Regions from separate parts of the Mus musculus genome. Here region 1 is linked to region 2. A link is a contact called in public Hi-C data. All regions are on one chromosome and are shown on one strand. The core of a region is the stretch at or near the end of the contact, and the rest is flanking DNA. Distances in the headings are between cores, read along the strand shown.

Region 1 (5,477 bases), core at 2,116-4,615, 320 kb before region 2:
TCTCCATCCATGTTGCCATGACAATTGGTGTAGTCTTTTTCAGGACTTGTGCAGGCATCTGTATTGCTGACAGTTCATGGGAACATCCTGCCTGTCCTGACCAGAAGCCACCATTACACAACAGAATTTACAACCTGTTTAAGATGCTAAAATGCCATTGCTCTTAATGAGGAAAGAATTCCCCAACAGGAGGGGGGACCAGAATGACTCACTGCCCTCAAGCTCCTGCCCCCATCCATTCTCTAAAGACTGATGTGGTGTGCACAGGAAAGCGAGAGGAGGAAAACAGCAAGGATGTTGAAATCCTTTCAGCCTCAGGAGGCTTTCGCCATCACTCATATTCAGTAGCTTTTGAATACTGCTTTATAAGATGAGGGGAAGGCACAACAATCAGACTCTCATGTATACCCAGAAGCCAGAGAGCATGCTGATTCTAATTCAGGTTTCTAGGGATCTGAGGTCTGTCCTATAATCAGTTCCCAGGGACACAATAGATCAGAGGGCAGAAAGGATCACCATGCCCTGCATGGTGAACCCTATTTTCATATAGATGGTTCCCCAGAAGGTATAACCAAACAAGGACTTCCCCACTCTTGGATGAGGTCAGTCCTGGGGATAAGAGCTTATTAGCACTGGGGTGGGGGGGGGGGATTCTGCTACAGAAGCCCTCAACTTGTGAGCAAAGCTGGAACCCTGACACCAACCAGATGGTACAAGAGGTGTGCTATATGACTCCAAGAGAGATAAGGTCTGGGAAAAGGAAGTCATCAATCAAGAGGGATTAGTACTGGGAATGATGGCACACACCTTTAATACCAACACTCAGAAGGCAGAGGCAGAGAGATCTGAGTTCAAGACCAGCTTAATCTACAAAGAGAGTTCTAAGATAGTCCGGGCTACATACAGAAACCCTGTCCTGGAAAAACAAACCAGAAAAATAAAATAAAAGGAGAAATTACAGAGTGGGTAAGTGGAAAAATTATCTTAAAACTTTTGCAAGCCCTAGATGCTACCTGGAACATTGCCTTTCCTGACATAAAATGAGCTAGAATAATCCATGATGTTCTTTTGATATGATTTATCTTGTGTGAGTTCCATAAAAATTTGTCAAAATATATTCACTCAAAGTCACAGTGGTGACAGCAGAAAAAAGATCCAAGTCTCTGACTTGTCCTAAGGATTCTCCTTACTTCTTTAGTCATATTTACAGGATAATCAGATCACAGAAAACTGGGTGGGTAACCCCATGCTAAGTCCCCAAAACTATCTTTACCCAAAGGTTAAAAGGTTAAGATGAGAGAGAGAGAGAGAGAGAGAGAGAGAGAGAGAGAGAGAGAGAGAGAGAGAGATTAGTTACACACAGTCAGTGGTGCAGATTTACAATTAAACACAGAAACTCTTGTGGACAGCCCCTGCCAGGCAGTGAGGCAGGCATCAGCACATTTGGAGTCTCTGAATCTTGAACCCACAATCATTTCAACCCCACTTCTCACTTTTACCGGTAACGCTCTAACTTTAAGAAAGAAGAAATATCACAGCTGGCATCTTTAGAATTTAAGATACCATAAGAAAGGAGGGAAGAATCACGTTTGAGTAGAGATATTGGGGATAAGGTACAACTCACTGAGGGAAAACCATTTCCTCCTGATAAAGTGTGGTTAGTTTGCTTTTTTTTTAATTCTCTTTAATCCACCTTTCCATAATTTTAATATAATACTTTATTTATTCTTTGAGAATTTCACATAATATGTTTTGGTCATATTCATCCCCTAACTCCTCCCAGATATATTTCCTCATCCCCCTCCCAACCTCATGACTCCTCCTTTTTAAAAATAACCCACTGAATCCAATTAGCACTATCCATACCCTCATGGATGCAGACTCATGCACTACTACATGGTCAACCTTTCAGGGACCACAGCCATAAAGTAAACTGACTCTCCCCCACCTAGCAGCCATCAATTGTTATGGATAGCCCCCCGCCCCCCCGACTCCATGCTATAATATTGCCTGGCTTGGTCGTGTGCCGGTCTGTGCAGGCAACCACAGCTGCTGTGGTCTTATGGGTGCAAAGGTCCAGTTACATGACTTTTTATCAGAAGGATATCTGAATTGCATCTCTGATTCTAGGCTGAAAATAGCATCTCAACTGCCCAAAAGATTATAAGATTACAAAAACAAGACTAGTGCTATAACTTAGTAGACCTTCTGTGCTGCTGCTGCTGCTGCTGCTGCTGCTGCTGCTGCTGCTGCTGCTACTACAATATATACGCACATGTATATATACAAATCTATAAAAAAAACCATGCTGTTGTATCCTCCTTTAAGTGTTAATCTAAACAGACCTGTCAATCAGTTGGACAGAAAACCAGCACTTAAGAAAACTGTTCTATGTGAGGACACGTGAATAAGTTTGGAGGGGAAAGTGCCCCTTACTGGGCTGTATACCCCGAAGTTCTTCTCTCTATGTACTTGCTTCTAGATGTTCACTGCTATGTCTACAATCTAAGGTCTAATTCAAAACACGTGGTATTTCCTTCCTCTGTTTCTCTGAAGCTGCTGACAAGAGAGCTCTACTTAGGAAAGTGTGGCTTCCTTTCTGTCTCTTACCCACCTCCCTCCTTCAAGAAGCTGCCAGGAGTTTTCTTCTGGGTCTGTTTAATTTTGTTTTTGTTGTTGTTGTTGCTGTTGTTGCTGTTGTTGTTGTTGTTTCTAAAACCATGAGACTGAGAACCTGCAACTGTGGTAGGAAAACATAGAGACGTGATCATATTCTACACTAACACATTGGGCACTTCATATAGAAAGGATCACTGTCTACCCTGGAAGTAGCCTGGTATGCAATACTAACTATTCCAAGTTCATCTTCTACCTAGACACGTGATCTAGGTGGTGCCTCTCTGCAGACTCTGTGGCTTGGGGTACAGAGTACTTCTACACAGAGAGAGATGATAATGGGTGGGAATAAAAGGAAATCTCTGAGGCAAGGCTGACCACCAAACCAGAGAGGTAAGACTAAACTTATAAAGGCTCACTGTTGGCTGATGCTGTAGATGGGAGTGGAGGGCAGATTTGGGGACCTTGACTCTGTCTTCCAAGATTTCTGGCTCTGAATAAAATGCAGTTAGAGTCAGTTCCTGTGTCTGCTCTCTGGAGTTCGCTGTGATGGGCATCAAGGATTTCAGTTTTCACTTGTAAAAGGGGACCCCCTGGCTCCCCAGAAGCTTTCCAATGGATTACACTTGTCCAGAGGAATTTGTATGGAAAGAGGAAATGAAAGTAGAAACAGAAATGAAAGTAGAGCAGAGGAAACAGTCTTCAGAGTGGATTTTTGGATGTCCCCTTTGGTGACTTAAAACTTGGAAAAGAACCAGACAGGAAACAGAGAAAAGGGAAACAGTTCCAAAGCTTGCCTCCCCCTACACCCCCACCAGCCTCAGCGCACACTCGCAGACTTACTTAAATCTGAGGAAACAGGAAATGGTCATTTCGAATGTAAAGTTATCTCCACTGAAATAACATATGAAGTATTTTTAAAAGAAAAAAAATTCCAGAGACATAGTCCAAATGTTTATGAGTACAAAAACTTGTTTTATACCTAACATTCTTCTATCCAAGGGCATCAGATATAAAAAGTAACAATAGGAAGTTATCATGACAAATACATTATTAAGACTTCACATGACCAGAGAGACAAATAACAGAAAACACACCCAAAAGTCAGACTTCTAACTCAGCAAGCTTAAGGACATGGAGTCAGAGCTGGGGAGAATGACCATTTAGAAATAACTACAGATAAAACACCTTATATGTTCATCACTGAGTAAATAAAGATTCTCCTCGCTGAAAGCTAAGTATTGGGTTATAAATGACCTATATGATTCACACAGCACGTAGTCGCAGTTGGTGGAAAGACCGGGGCAAGAGTAAACAAGACTGAGTTGACAATTTCCATATCTTAGCACCTTCAAGATCCAACCTCCTGCCACCAAATAAAGCCAGGAAGGTACAGATACACAGGTTCAGTTATTTCCACTTCTTCTCTTCTTCATCACTGGTGTTTCTGTTTTATCTGCTGTTTTAATTAATTTCTTATTCACAGAAGAAGTCAATATCCTGAAAGGGGGGAAAAAGTTGAACTTTCAGGCTGGTTCCAAAAAAGCAGGTGTAGATTTTAAGTTTTAAAATAAGATTTAAAAATAAAATAAAATAAGATTTAATTTTGGATTTGGATTTAATTTTGGATTAAGTCAAGGTTGAAAACCTGAGGATTTGAAATAATTATCACTTTAAGTCAAATACTGTTTAAGATGAAGGTTTTTCAATACATGTCTAATTTGTAGTTTTTTCACAGACAGAGCACAGTGCCATGCAGCGATGACAGGTGAGCCGAGGCTGTCTGTCGGGCTGAGTTCTGTTTGAAGCATTGCAGTTCTGTTTGAAGCATTGCTTGGGAGACTCACCTCAAAATGACCATCTTGCAAAGGAGCTCAGAAAGGACCTTTTATTTCTGCCCCAGGGCAGTGGGAAGACCTCCATTTTATTTCATGCAGAAGTCACACAGAAAAGACTCGAAAAAAAATTCTGGATTTTCTAGAATATTTTGATCAACTCAAAAACAGGTGGCATTTTTTTCTCTTCAATCTACATTTCATAAATAAATCTACCTTTCATAAGACCATCAGGAAGAACAGCTTAGTAATTTTTTTTAATTCCTTTCTCTATGGACAGATGCCTTCCATTAAAATAGAAGGAGTGTTGTGTTGTATACTTGAACCATACTGAGTCTCCTTTGCTACACACGCACACACAGGTGTGTGCGCACTTATGACATGGGAAGAGAGTTAAGTATAGGTGGCAGGTGTGACTTGTGAGTCAGCCTGTTGGGATGATCATTTTATAGTATGTATTTACCTCAAAACTTCAAGTTGAATATCTTCAATATACAATTTTACTGGTCAATTATATTCCCAGTAAAGATAAAATACAGTTTTCAAAAGTTGAAACATTTAAAGAAAACAAACTTAGATAGAGTGATTATAATGTGTGAAGAAAGTGTGCCAACCTCACAACGCCGACAGCCAATATGACATTCTACATGTTACCAACTCATAAAAGTCACTGTTGGCCCCTATTTTGTACAGCATATACTGTAAATTGAAGGACATATTCTCAAAAACAAAGTCTACATTACCCCGAAATCTGATTCATCCTCCAGTCACCTCTGAGATGCTTACCGTGGTTGGGATCTCCTTGGTGGCCTCCTGGTATACACGCTGCTCCTTCACCAAGTTGCTGGGGAAATAACCTACAATTCCCATCTCATCCTGGTGGTCACCATAAACCTGTGTGCCCAAAGCAGCGGCAGTTAGGGAAAAGCTGATGGCAGGGCTTTTGAGAAACTCCTCTCCTGGTAATGAAAATTACACAAGCCAGTGCTCCCTTTAGCTGTGCATTCCAGGGAATTCAGAGCAAAT
Region 2 (5,322 bases), core at 1,410-3,909:
TCATTTCTCTGCGTATCTATTTAATGGTTGTTAAATTAAATTGCTTTCTTCCAAGTGGTGATTTTTATATGTCCTTTTTTTTAATACCCATGTTTCTGGGTCCCTTCATTCTATAATCCTCTTATGTGACTTCAAGTCTCCAAGTGTGCATTTGAAAGCTAAATGTCGAAGGAAGTTCCTAGGAACTCCGCACTCTTCATGCCCTGTCCCTGAACTTATCAGGGACTCCTTTGAGTTCAGTATTTGAGTTTTGCCTTAACACTGCTTAAGAGGTTCAGAATCTTGGCTTAGACATGCTAGGTAGTTTGTTGTTTGCCAGACTAAATGGCACCAGAGCAATGGCAGATAATGCTGTAGCTCCTAAAATAGAAGTGCCATCAGTGATGAAGTCCTACAGATGAGCTGGCCAGCAAGTTTGGGAATCACAGGAGGCAGTGGCAAGAAATTAGTGTAGGGTAGGAACAGATGAGACCCAGCTGTACTTGTAAAGCATTATAGACGTTAGTGTGTCACTCGGCAACAGTAGAGGGCTTTAAAATCTCTGAGCAGCATTAGCTGCTCTGAAATCTCTCTGGCTACTGAAGTATGAATATAAGTGATGGTTTGGGTTGTCGGAGCAATGCGAGTGAAAGGTAATGATGACTTAGGGTTGGCTAAAATAGTGCAAGTGTTTGAGTAGTGACTTAGGGTGTATTTTGATGGTAGACTCAACACTATAGAATGTAGAGAAAGACAGGAGTTATGCATTATCGTCAGTTTTTTTCTGAGTAATATTAAGGGAGATTGGCGTTTGCCAATATGGGGTGGATAGTCTACAGGTTTGAAGGCTTTTTGTTTGTTTTTTAATGTGTTAAGTTTGAGCTAACAATCTGTTATTTCTCTAAAGATACTGAGCTAGGCAGGTATAAGTATGTATGAAATTTAAGAGGGAGGTATGTCCTATCAATTTTAACTGAAAAGTTCTCAATATGTGAATGGCTGGTAAGTCAGGGTGAGACTTATTATTCAGGGAGAGAGTGTGAGTAGAGTCCAAGATTGACAGCCTCCATAAAGTGGTTTCAAAAGAGTGGCAGGGAGGAATTTGGGAAGTGCAGGGAAGTTTGGGGTAGGTGTATCTCTCTCAGGTCTCTGCTAGACTGAGGGAGTTGTGGTTCATGTAGTTACTTTTCTGTTGCTGGATAAAACACCATGACCAAGACAGCTTGTAGAGGGAAGGGTTTACTTTGACTTACAATTCAGAGGTGTAAGAGTCGATCATAGTGAGACAGCGTAGGGCTTCCATGATGGCAGGAAGCTGAGAGCTCACACCTTCCATGGCAAGGAGGAAGAAGAGATCAAATTAGAAGTGATAGGAGCCTGGTCTCAGTGACATACTTCCTCCAGCAAGGCTGTACTACTCAAACCTTCCAAAACAGAGGCACTAACTGGGGATCAAATGTTTAAATTTGACGGTAAGACTGTGGTGGGTGTTTCCCGTTTAAACTGCCCGCCCCATGGATGGAGTGGGAAGAACTGTTAGTGGTGCAGTATGTGGGAAGCTGATACAGGGTATAGAGGGTATCTCTGATGCAGAGATGCAGAACTAAGTGAGGGAGCTGCTATCTCAAAAGCATGCTCAGTATGTTCCTGTGACCAGAGAGAAGGATTGGCAATTAAAGAGACTTCTAGCTATTAAGAAAGTACATGATCTGAAGAAGCGAGAAAGGTTACTTTATAAAGGGTGATTGTAAAGTCCTTGCTAAGGAAGATGGGCCTTGAGATTGACTTTGAAAAGGTTATATATATCAAGCTAAGAGTTTAATTCATTTTAGGTTGAACATTTTATATGTTCCAAGTTCATTTTGCCTACTGCCTGCCAGGTTTTAAAGTCCATTTTTCTTTCTGTTGTTGTTGTTTTTTTTAAGTAGTAAATAAAATCTAAACATCTAAAGACACCTAGAATGAAGTTGTCTTTCCCCCAAATAATCTATTTCTTCTCTCTCCTCCTGATTTCAGGAGCAAACTCTAGCCCTCAGGAAAGAGGGCATTGGTGTGGTGCTGGACTCGGAGCTGCCGCACCTAATTGGCATTGATGATGATCTTCTGAGCACTGGAATCATCTTGTATCACTTGAAGGTAGAAACTGATTACGTGGAACATTCTCATTTTGTTTCCAGATTTCCCCTTAGATTCTAGCAAGGGTTATTATAATACTTTGTGGCCATGAGTGCAACTATTAAGTGAAAGAATATACAACAAATCCTTGAGCCTTTGGGGATTTTTCTACAGTTCATTGAGATTCAGTGGTATCTGAAGTTCCTGTGTATATAGAGTTCTGAAGTTAAATGATGAGTCATCCGTTTTGGCTTCTTTTCTGTGGAATCATAAAAAGGAAGATAAGGGGGGAAAAAGGTAGAAAAACTGAGGAAGGAACAAGAACCCAGAACTGGGATTTGCTATGTGCACACTTGCTGGTTCCTCCTGGTTATTATTATATGGTACCTTCCTTTTAGTCAGCCTTGATTCTGTATAGTTCTCACTGTTCTAGAGGTCAGAGTTCCTTGTCAGTTACCAAGTGTTGCTCTGTGACCTCAATTTCAATAGCTTTTCTCTGGTGCCCTGTGACTCAGAATGACATTATGCTGTCTTGAGTTTTGTGGCCGCTTCATGTCATGCATCTTTGGACACAAGGAAGCCCTTGTCCACTGATCTGAGTCACCCTTGAAATGGCTGCCCGGATCTGACTGTAGAGCTTTCACTTTCTGAGCACTTTGCCTTTGCAGTGGTGCTGGTACTTAGCAGACCACAGAAGATGTCACCTGAGTGTTCAGTACCCTAAGCTCACTGAGGCCTTGTGCACTGAGCCCTTGCTCATTCTGTTGCACAGCAGGATGGATGCATCAAGATAGGATGAGAAGTGATGCAGCAGGTTGGCCTCCTGCACTCACTAACGAATACTATTGAATTTCCTTCTCAGGAGGGTCAGACTTACGTCGGCAGAGAAGATGCTTCAACAGAGCAAGATATTGGTGAGACTATCTGATCTGTCAGCAGTTTTCATAACTGTAGATAATGAATAGTCTTCTTTTTCCTGATCGGTGCTGATATAAGAGAAAGTGTTGAATGCTCAGTATGTGTATATAATTTTGACTACAACCCAGCTGAATAACAAGGATGGTTAATCGAGTGAACAAAATTAAAGTATGACTTCTTTCTGCTACCTCATGTACATTCTCTACCCTGCTAGTAAAGTTATGTAAGTCACTCTCCACCGGTCACTCTGTATTTGCCACTGTGATTGATGGAAATCAGCCAGCAGACACTGATAAAGGATCCCAGGTCCTTCAAAATGCAGAATATGGAGAGTTCTCTACAGGAAGGTGATGGCAAAGTATGAGACCACATGCCAGGGACCCATTAGAAGTCATGGCTTCTGGGTGTTCTACATTCTTCACAAGGCATACAGATCACCAGCAGGTCAGCCTGAGCAGATGATAGCCTGCACAGTGTTCTGAGCATCCCTTAGACAGGTCTGTAGGTGGAGAATGTGGTGTGAGTTGGTGTCTATGTGTAGAGGGGCACATTACAGATTGGGGAAAGAATTACACCATTTCAAGATAAGTTTAATGTTCCTGATGAGGAACCTGCTTTCTATCAAGTATATGCTAATGAGCCACTTGTCGAATGTTTCTGTGTACATTTAGTAGTACTAGAAATGAGGAGAGCCAAAAACAATTCCAGAAGCTTTCAGACTCAAGTACTTCTGAGTCTCTTTTGGCATCAAGCCCCTTGTTTGAATTACACATTTGGCTATGGGGGTAGCCATAAATGAGGGCAGTTAGTAAGTGCAATGATCGCTGACCAGAGACATCCATTGTTGCTGTCCTGCAGAGAATGTGAGAGCTCCTCCTAAGAAACTGGTTTGTTCGAGAGGCATTCACATCTGCTATTGACAAGATGGTCATACCTAATCTGATAACCCTCAGTGACTGGCTGCTTTCAGAGGTCTCAGAGTCTGCATAGGCTGTGGCAGAGGGCACCCCAGCGAAGCCTCTGCAAGCTCCTGGGACAGTGGTGCTCAACCTTCCTAATGCAGTGACCTTTCATTGTTTCTCACATTGTGGTAATCCCCAACCATGAAATTATTTATGTTGCTACTTCATAACTAATATTGCCACTGTTATGAATAGCAATGTAATTATCTGTGTTTTCCAAAGGGGTTACAACCCACAGGTTGAAAACTACTGTTTTAGGACCTCCTGGGGGCCATACCATGCCTCTGTTTTCTGTTTCTGGCAAGCATTATCTGTAAGTGCAGAGGTGCTCATGGGTCGTAAGCCTGCAGATACTTTCATTTTTGTGTCTCCCTGTGGCTGATGCAAGTTTGTCAGTGTTGAGTAGAGATTCTCTGTTAAACAAGTTAGTCAACTGTGTTGTCCTTTGGAAAGAATAAGCTGTCATGCCAGAGCTTGCTTTGTTACAGGCATATAGTCAGATCCTTTGAGGTGGCCATCAGTGGTCCTTTGTCTCTGCCACTTGAGATTACAGACTCACAGATTAGAATTTTCATACTTAAAAGATATATTACAGCACTTATATGGGAAATAAAAGGTGTGCTCAAAGTGGAATGAGTAGTTGGGAATCATCATAGCATACACCAAAGTGGGGCCTAACTTTCTCCTTTGTTTTTCTCTCCTAGTCCTTCATGGCCTTGACTTGGAGAGTGAGCACTGTGTCTTTGAGAACGCCGGGGGAACAGTGACTCTGATACCCCTGAGAGGGTCCCAATGCTCTGTGAATGGTGTTCAGATTGTGGATGCCACGCAGCTAAATCAAGGTATCTGGTTCTGCTTTTCAGAGATCTTTGTGTATATGGAGAAAGCAAGCTAGACCTGTGTGTTTTACAGAATAGGGACCTTGAGGGTAAAGACTGTTCATCATGTCTCCTGTCTTGCTGGAAAGCCTTTATAATGCCCACTGTCTGCTGAATTAAATATCACATTTTTATGAATATTTACAATTGTTACAATGATTAACCATTAGAGGATTTTTAAAGTTAAAGAGTACCTTTTACAAGTAAAAATTTAATACAGTGATTTCCTTTAATACTTTTATTTATAATGTTTATGTCCTTCTAATAAATAGTTACATTTATATGCAAAATAGCTGTAGTATTGTAAAAAAAGGTATAAAAATTCTTGCAGAACTTAATCATAGAGCCATGTTAAAGTAACTATTACATGCCAGCCTACTTTTTTCTCTGAAACTAAGTTGTTAAGAGAAAAGAAGGTTTGGCCCCTTGTCTTTGAGCCTGTGGTGAACTAAACTCTTTACCTCATGGCC

Evidence for each region. A called contact is a pair of places that touch in the nucleus more often than the background predicts.
Region 1: a Hi-C map of bone marrow-derived macrophages shows a contact between it and region 2, with 2.7 times the contacts expected there. The contact joins two enhancer-like sites. A contact is called at or near these places in 1 of 484 Hi-C or Micro-C datasets (bone marrow-derived macrophages), 1 of 115 datasets of contacts at active chromatin or transcription factors (embryonic stem cells) and 1 of 9 other capture datasets (liver).

What each region holds. Positions count from the first base shown.
Region 1 is chr2:143,079,794-143,085,270 of GRCm38.p6, reverse strand. Otor (otoraplin) reads right to left here. Exons shown (of 4, transcript NM_020595.3): 3 at 5,238-5,345; 4 at 3,558-4,116. The coding sequence ends at 4,093. Among named protein-coding and RNA genes, the nearest start is that of Otor, 4.1 kb to the right of the region's middle. Within about 2 kb of position 3,365, at least 32 of the 459 cell types and tissues checked have an H3K27ac peak or open chromatin away from gene starts, as enhancers often do. A contact at or near this core is called in bone marrow-derived macrophages, where this site is marked.
Region 2 is chr2:142,755,583-142,760,904 of GRCm38.p6, reverse strand. Kif16b (kinesin family member 16B) reads left to right here. Exons shown (of 26, transcript NM_001081133.2): 13 at 1,996-2,115; 14 at 2,957-3,008; 15 at 4,679-4,816. Among named protein-coding and RNA genes, the nearest start is that of Kif16b, 140 kb to the left of the region's middle. Within about 2 kb of position 2,659, at least 72 of the 459 cell types and tissues checked have an H3K27ac peak or open chromatin away from gene starts, as enhancers often do. A contact at or near this core is called in bone marrow-derived macrophages, where this site is marked.